Linked DNA regions of Mus musculus: region 2 is linked to region 1. The links are chromatin contacts, called in public Hi-C maps. All regions are on one chromosome and are shown on one strand. Each heading gives the region's core, a stretch centred on a gene start, on an enhancer-like site or on the middle of the called end of the contact. The rest is flanking DNA. Distances are from core to core; before and after follow the strand shown.

The links. Hi-C and Micro-C count contacts between places; a contact is called where the count stands out from the background.
Region 2: a contact with region 1 is called in a Hi-C map of bone marrow-derived macrophages, with 45 read pairs. The contact joins two enhancer-like sites. A contact is called at or near these places in 1 of 15 datasets of contacts at CTCF or cohesin (CD8 T cells), 3 of 484 Hi-C or Micro-C datasets (bone marrow-derived dendritic cells, bone marrow-derived macrophages and nephron progenitors), 4 of 115 datasets of contacts at active chromatin or transcription factors (the 230-238 cell line, bone marrow-derived macrophages, embryonic stem cells and 1 more) and 4 of 9 other capture datasets (adipose tissue, embryonic stem cells, liver and 1 more).

Annotation. Positions count from the first base shown.
Region 1 is chr2:167,317,614-167,320,617 of GRCm38.p6, forward strand. All of the region lies in intron 1 of B4galt5 (UDP-Gal:betaGlcNAc beta 1,4-galactosyltransferase, polypeptide 5), which reads right to left. Among named protein-coding and RNA genes, the nearest start is that of B4galt5, 30 kb to the right of the region's middle. Within about 2 kb of position 1,613, at least 128 of the 459 cell types and tissues checked have an H3K27ac peak or open chromatin away from gene starts, as enhancers often do. A contact at or near this core is called in bone marrow-derived macrophages and microglia, where this site is marked.
Region 2 is chr2:167,465,859-167,468,862 of GRCm38.p6, forward strand. It overlaps Slc9a8 (solute carrier family 9 (sodium/hydrogen exchanger), member 8), which reads left to right. Exons shown (of 17, transcript NM_148929.3): 12 at 1,827-1,909. Among named protein-coding and RNA genes, the nearest start is that of Spata2, 26 kb to the right of the region's middle. Within about 2 kb of position 1,548, at least 16 of the 459 cell types and tissues checked have an H3K27ac peak or open chromatin away from gene starts, as enhancers often do. A contact at or near this core is called in bone marrow-derived macrophages and microglia, where this site is marked.

The DNA of each region.
Region 1 (3,004 bases), core at 363-2,862:
TGGTCTACAGAGTGAGTTCCAGGACAGCAAGGGCTATACAGAGAAACCCTGTCTCGAAAAACAAACAAACAAACAAACAAACAAACAAACAAGCCAATGTCCAAGCAGACACACGGACCTCCAGTCTGAACCCCTACGTCGCCCACCGACTTTATGAGAAGATATTGTCTTAACCCTCTTTCCATACCAGTGAACACGTTTTGTTTCAAATGACTTTTAGAGTGTTAGCCATGTGGTTAGTGAAGTCAGAATCTCGGAACTACAAAGCCCAGTGCTCCAGGACATAGAGTGACTTTACACTGACAAGCAGTACTTCCCACCACCGTGGTTCTGATCAACGCTGGTTGAACTGCAGTTAAAAGCCAATTTTAGCTTGAAAGCCAACTGTGAGGTGCCCAGCCCAGTCAGCAAATGCCTCCCACAGACTTTAGCCTTCTCTTGTAGAAGCGGGAGAAAGCATGGGGTTGGGGGAGGCTGAGACAGCACAGAGCAGGCATCAGTTAAGGAAGGCTGTCCAGTGTGGGATGCTAAAGTGACACTTTGCACAGATCAGTCTTGCTGATGGATGACACTAATTATTACCCGGCCCCATGCCTACACTGAGGAATCTCTTATAACCATGACACAGATAAGAAAAATAAACTCTTCCTCGAAGCTGTGGCTTACTCGGAGCATTTCCAGGCACAGAGCTGGCGTCTCCTCTTTCCTCCTGAGTTCTAATCCACCTGCAGTTGTCTCTTGCACACACAGAAAAAAAAATCCCTAACAAAACTACCAGATTGGGAAGAAAATAACGGGACATAATGAAGCCAAGAGGCAAAGAGAGATCAAGAGCAAACCCAGGCAGGAGTCTTTACTGTAGACCTGTGCACTGGTTAGTGTGCCTAGGGAGCAAGGCACAGCACAGTGGGAGCTGTCTCGGGTGTGAGCACCATGCTGAAAGCCATGGCCTTGAAGGAAGTGTCCAGGACTAGACCTCAGCGGGCCAACTAATCAATACTCAGAACAAATAAATCCCCACCCTGCAAAACACCAAGGTTCCATCCAAAGCCAACCCTGGGACCTGCTCCTTCCTGCAAAGCTGCGACAGGAAGAGCCTGTACTGCACAGTGAGTTCTGACCATTCCTGCAGAAGCAAGACAATGTTCTGCAGTTCAACCTGGTCCTCGCAGCAATAAGGCTCAGTCTTGGTCTGTGTGATGGGTAAATGGGTTAAAAATCTGTAACCTGTTTGATCTTCAAGACCTACACTCTGGAAGGCACCCGGGGTGATGTCTCTGTCACATGGGTATCACAGAGGACCAAGGCTCACATGTCGAAAGACAGTAATGTGTCACCAGTGTGTGGAATACTTTCAAAGTGCTCTGACATCTATGACTAACATCAGCTGTGTTTCTGAATAACTGAATCCCACCCTAAGCACCAGAGGTTACAGAGTCCCAGCTCTCCCTCGGCTGTCAGGGAAGACGAACTCACTGATTCTGCTTCTCCTGGCTTCCTATGGGGTCAGTGTACTTCCTGCTTCCTGCCGCACTGCTGAGTTTCCTAACGCCTGTGTGTGAGACCTCTGAGGTCACTGACTTGCAGGCTATTTGTTGCCTTTGAGTCACAGAAGCAGGAACAGAGGTCTGCCTAGGTCATCTGACCTGGCAAAGCCAGGTTTCACAGCTGGGCTGTCTCTGCAGTCCAGTTTCCCAAGTGCCCCAAACCATCCTCGTGTTATTCTCTGATATGATCTTTTTACTGTCAGGGTCACATGCTCAACTGATTCCCAGTATTCTTCAGTGCCAGGCACCAACACAATATGCCAGGAGCCATTCCGAGCACCTTCAGAGATTTACAGTTTTAAAAACTTGATGCTCAAATGAGAGTCATCGACTTAAACATTTCAAATTTCCTCACTGCACACACTGAGACAGCATAGCGACAGGTTATGACAAACATGAGTTTCTTTTTAAACAGAAGCTATAAAGCTAGAGAAAGATGGCTCAGGAGTTAGCATTCACTGAACAATCATAAGAACCAGAATTCAGATCCCAGCATCCACGCAATGAACCTGGCACTCCAGCTCCAAGGTGTGCATAGACAGGGGATCCCTGGGGCTTGCTGGCTTTGAGTCTAGCTGAGGAAACTCAAACTCTAGGTCCCTGGAGAAGAATCTGCTTCAGAGGCACAGGGGAGCACACACGGGCACACATGGGCACAGGGGAGCACACACGGGCACACACGGGCACAGGGGAGCACACACGGGCACACACGGGCACACACGGGCACAGGGGAGCACACACGGGCACACACGGGCACAGGGGAGCACACACAGGCACACCTGCACTCAAACACAGACACTTATTTTAGTATATGAGTACACTGTAGCTGTCTTCAGACACACCAAAAGAGGGCATCGGATCCCATTACAGATGGTTGTGAGCGACTATGTGGTTGCTGGGAATTGAACTCAGATCCTCCGAAAAAGGAGTCAGTGCTTTTAACTGCTGAGCCATCCCTCCAGCCCCAACAAATAAATCTTTAAAAAAAAAAAAAGTTATAAAAAGCAAGTGTGGTGGTTCAGGGCTGTAATCTCAGCAGAGACCTGAGTCAAGAGGATTGGGAATTCAAGGGTGTCATCATCTTTATAAGTGTTTGAGGCTAGCCTGGGCTACATGGGACCCTGGTTTGTTTTGTTTTTGTTTGTTTTAAAGCCATTCCTGGTAATCCATACCTTTAATCCCAGCTCTCGGGAGGCAGAGGAAGGCCACCTAAGGTTACATAGTGAGACCCCATATCAAAAACAGGTAAACAAACCAAGAAAAAGATTGATTTCTAGAAAGCAAAAATAAAAAGCTACATCTCTTTCCTCTAAAATGCAAGGAGACTTTTGGCTGCAGAATTTGCACGCACACATTATCACATCCTTTAAATGCTTTGGAGCAACAGAAAGTGTTTAAGGAAACTGGAAGTGGAATCACACAGGCCAAAGGGCGAACACAGGCTTTCATTTCAAGCT
Region 2 (3,004 bases), core at 298-2,797, 150 kb after region 1:
AACATGAGGTCTTTCTGTTAAGCAGCAAGAGTTGGAGCTTCCTCCCCCATCTTGCTATGACCCTATTCCTGCTCATACCTGAAATGAAGGTGCCACCTCTAGCTATTCCGACACTCACACTCTCACTCAAGACGAGGCCTCAGTTGCAACCTCAGCCTCCCCTGGTGTTGAGGGGCCCTGTTTCACTTTGGAGCCAGGATGGCAGGGCTGGCTGTGGGAGGCTGGGTAAGGAGAAGCCAGGGAGCCCATTGCCAAGGAGCAAGCTAGAAGACAGCCTTCTAGTGTCATAGTCATTTGATCCACACAGTTCTCACCAGAAAGCCTCAGCTAAAGGTTTTGACCTGACCTGACCCCCTCAGGGCAGGCAACAGAGAACAGCACACTCCTCAGCTTCTGTCTGCACCCAGACCAGCTTTACATGCAGGGCACATGCATGCAGCTCCTGAGACTCCGTCACACCTGCTGTCAAACTCACCAGGCATGGGCTTTGTCCTGACAGCTCCTCCAAGAGAAGTTCAGCCAGTGCACTAGGCCGTTCTGATGTAGCTTGCATTGCCAGAAGCAGCTTTTATGACCACCCTAAAAGGCTGGGTTAAGTTAACCACACATTCTTTTTTTGTTTTTTCAAGACAGGGTTTCTCTGTGTAGCCTTGGCTGTCCTGGAACTCACTTTGTAGACCAGGCTGGCCTCAAACTCAGAAATCCCCCTGCCTCTGCCTCTCAAGGCTGGGATTAAAGGTGTGCACCACCACGCCCATCTTAACCACACATTCTTGCTCCTGGGAAAGGTGAAGTCGGCCTAGGTGCTCTGGCTTGGAGGATCAGACAGTATCAGATAAGAAGGCATCTCGGAGGGGAAGGCCAAGCACCTGCTGCTTGTGGCCCCACTGAAGAACCCACCCTGCTGAGCCGTGCTAACAACTCACCAGCTCGTGCACATCTTAAAATGCAGTCCCTATCTCCTTAGCGCTTGGGCTCTTTGGGGGCCCATAGTTTAATCAGGAGCCTGGAAAGTTGTTTTCTTTCTTTCTTTCTTTCTTTCTTTCTTTCTTTCTTTCTTTCTTTCTTTCTTTCTTTCTTTCTTTCTTTTGTTTTTTGGTTTCCTTTGTTTGTTTTTGTCTTATTTGTTTATTTATTGAGACAAGGTTTCTCTGTGTGGTCCTGGGTATCCTGGACTTGGTTTATAGACCAGGGTGGCCTCGAACTCACAAACATGCAGATGCTTCCTTCTAAGTTTTGGGATTAAAGACGTGTGCCAACCATGCGTGGCAGGAACCTAGACTTGGGAGGTGCTGTTTTCAGCACACACAAGTGATTGCTTGCACACCAAGTGCAGCCAAGCCTGAAAATGGGTCCTCCCTGCAAGCTCTGTGAGTTAGCTTCCTCTCGGACCTACTGGGGGGGGGGGAGTTAACTACAGTGCCCACTTTCTCATCTGTCATGTGGCCCCACAGTCACATGCTCACAATGTCTGACCCTGACTGATGAGTGCTCAGGGAATGCGTGGTGGGGACTTGGTTATTTGCTCAGTATCTGACAGTTAACTCATCACGTTGTGAAATTCTCAGTAGCAAGGGCCATTGCCTGTGTGGTAGTAAGGAAGCAAGCCAGCTGTGGTGGCTCACACCAGCAGTCTCAGCACTCACATTGCATTCAAGGCTTGCCTGGTCAAATAGCAAGACCCCATCTCAACTATCCACTTCCCCACCTCGCCCCAAAAGACTGCATACAAAGTCTGACACGGTGTGGCTGTTGGTGTGGTTTCAGGGAAGCTTGCTTAGTTACTACTGAATTGTAAGAGGAACCTGTTCTCTGGTTTCTTTCAGAAACGTGTGTGTTTGCATTTCTTGGCCTCTCCATTTTTAGTTTCCCTCACAAGTTTGAAATTTCCTTTGTCATCTGGTGCATAGTAAGTACTTTTCTTATTTTTCATATTGAATGGCTTATTTTTAAAATAGTAACTACATGGTTTGGAATCATTTATGTAACTGTTAACAGTTCAGAGGCAACAACTACAGAAATGTGCTTCTATAGAAAAGTTTTTGTGTTTATAAGATCTCAGTGTTTACAGTTTCAGTGACCTTGGGTGCTGTGGTTTCCTTTAAATCGTAGTTTTAGGCAGGGCATGGCAGTGGTGCCTATAACCCCAGTACTTGGGAGATGGAGGCAGGAGGATCAAAGAGTTTAAGGATAGCTGAGTGGTGGTGGCACCTGTCTTTAACCCCAGCCCTCAGGAAGCAGAGGCAGGCAGGCCTCTGTGAGTCCAAGGCCATCCTGGTCTATGGTGCAAGTTTCAGACCAACCAGGGTGACACAGTGAAACCCTGTCTCAAAGACAGTAAAAGGTTTTAACTATATGTCGTGTTCAACAACAGCCTAGGCTCCATGTCTCAAAAAAAAAAAAAAAAAAAAAAAAGGAGAAATGTGACCAACTGCAAGAGATCCCAAGTCTCTTGGGCCCTTTTGTGTCCTGTCTCCATCCCCATTGTGACTTCCTTTAGAGCAGCAGCCTGCCTATGTCACAGTCTGTCCTATGAGCACAGGTTGGGGACACCTTGGAAAGGCCTTCCATAGAAAGTTGTACTGGTTTTTGAGTTGCAGGATCCAATCCAGGGCCTTGTGCACATGCAGATGCTCCTCCCACTCCCTCCCGAATTGTGTGGAACGTGGAGCCGTAGTTGATTACCTGAGTCACCTTTGTGCTCCCAGCCGGAGCTCACTCAGCCCACCCTACTTGCTCTGAGGAGCCAGACCACACCAGAGACTGAGGTGCCTGACTGCCCTCACCTGACTCTACAGTGCCCCTAGGGGGAAAAATTAGCATACGCCTTCGCCAGTATGGAGTCTTGGCTGTCCCTTAGCTCATCTCTAGGCACAGCTGGGAGCTAGTCTGTGCTCACCTTTATTTTGGGGCTGTGTGACTAAAGCTTGCTAGTGAGTGATGCTTGCTAGTCTCTTCTCTCCAAAGCTTCATCCAGGCAGAGCCAGGGCAGCATTGTGCTGTT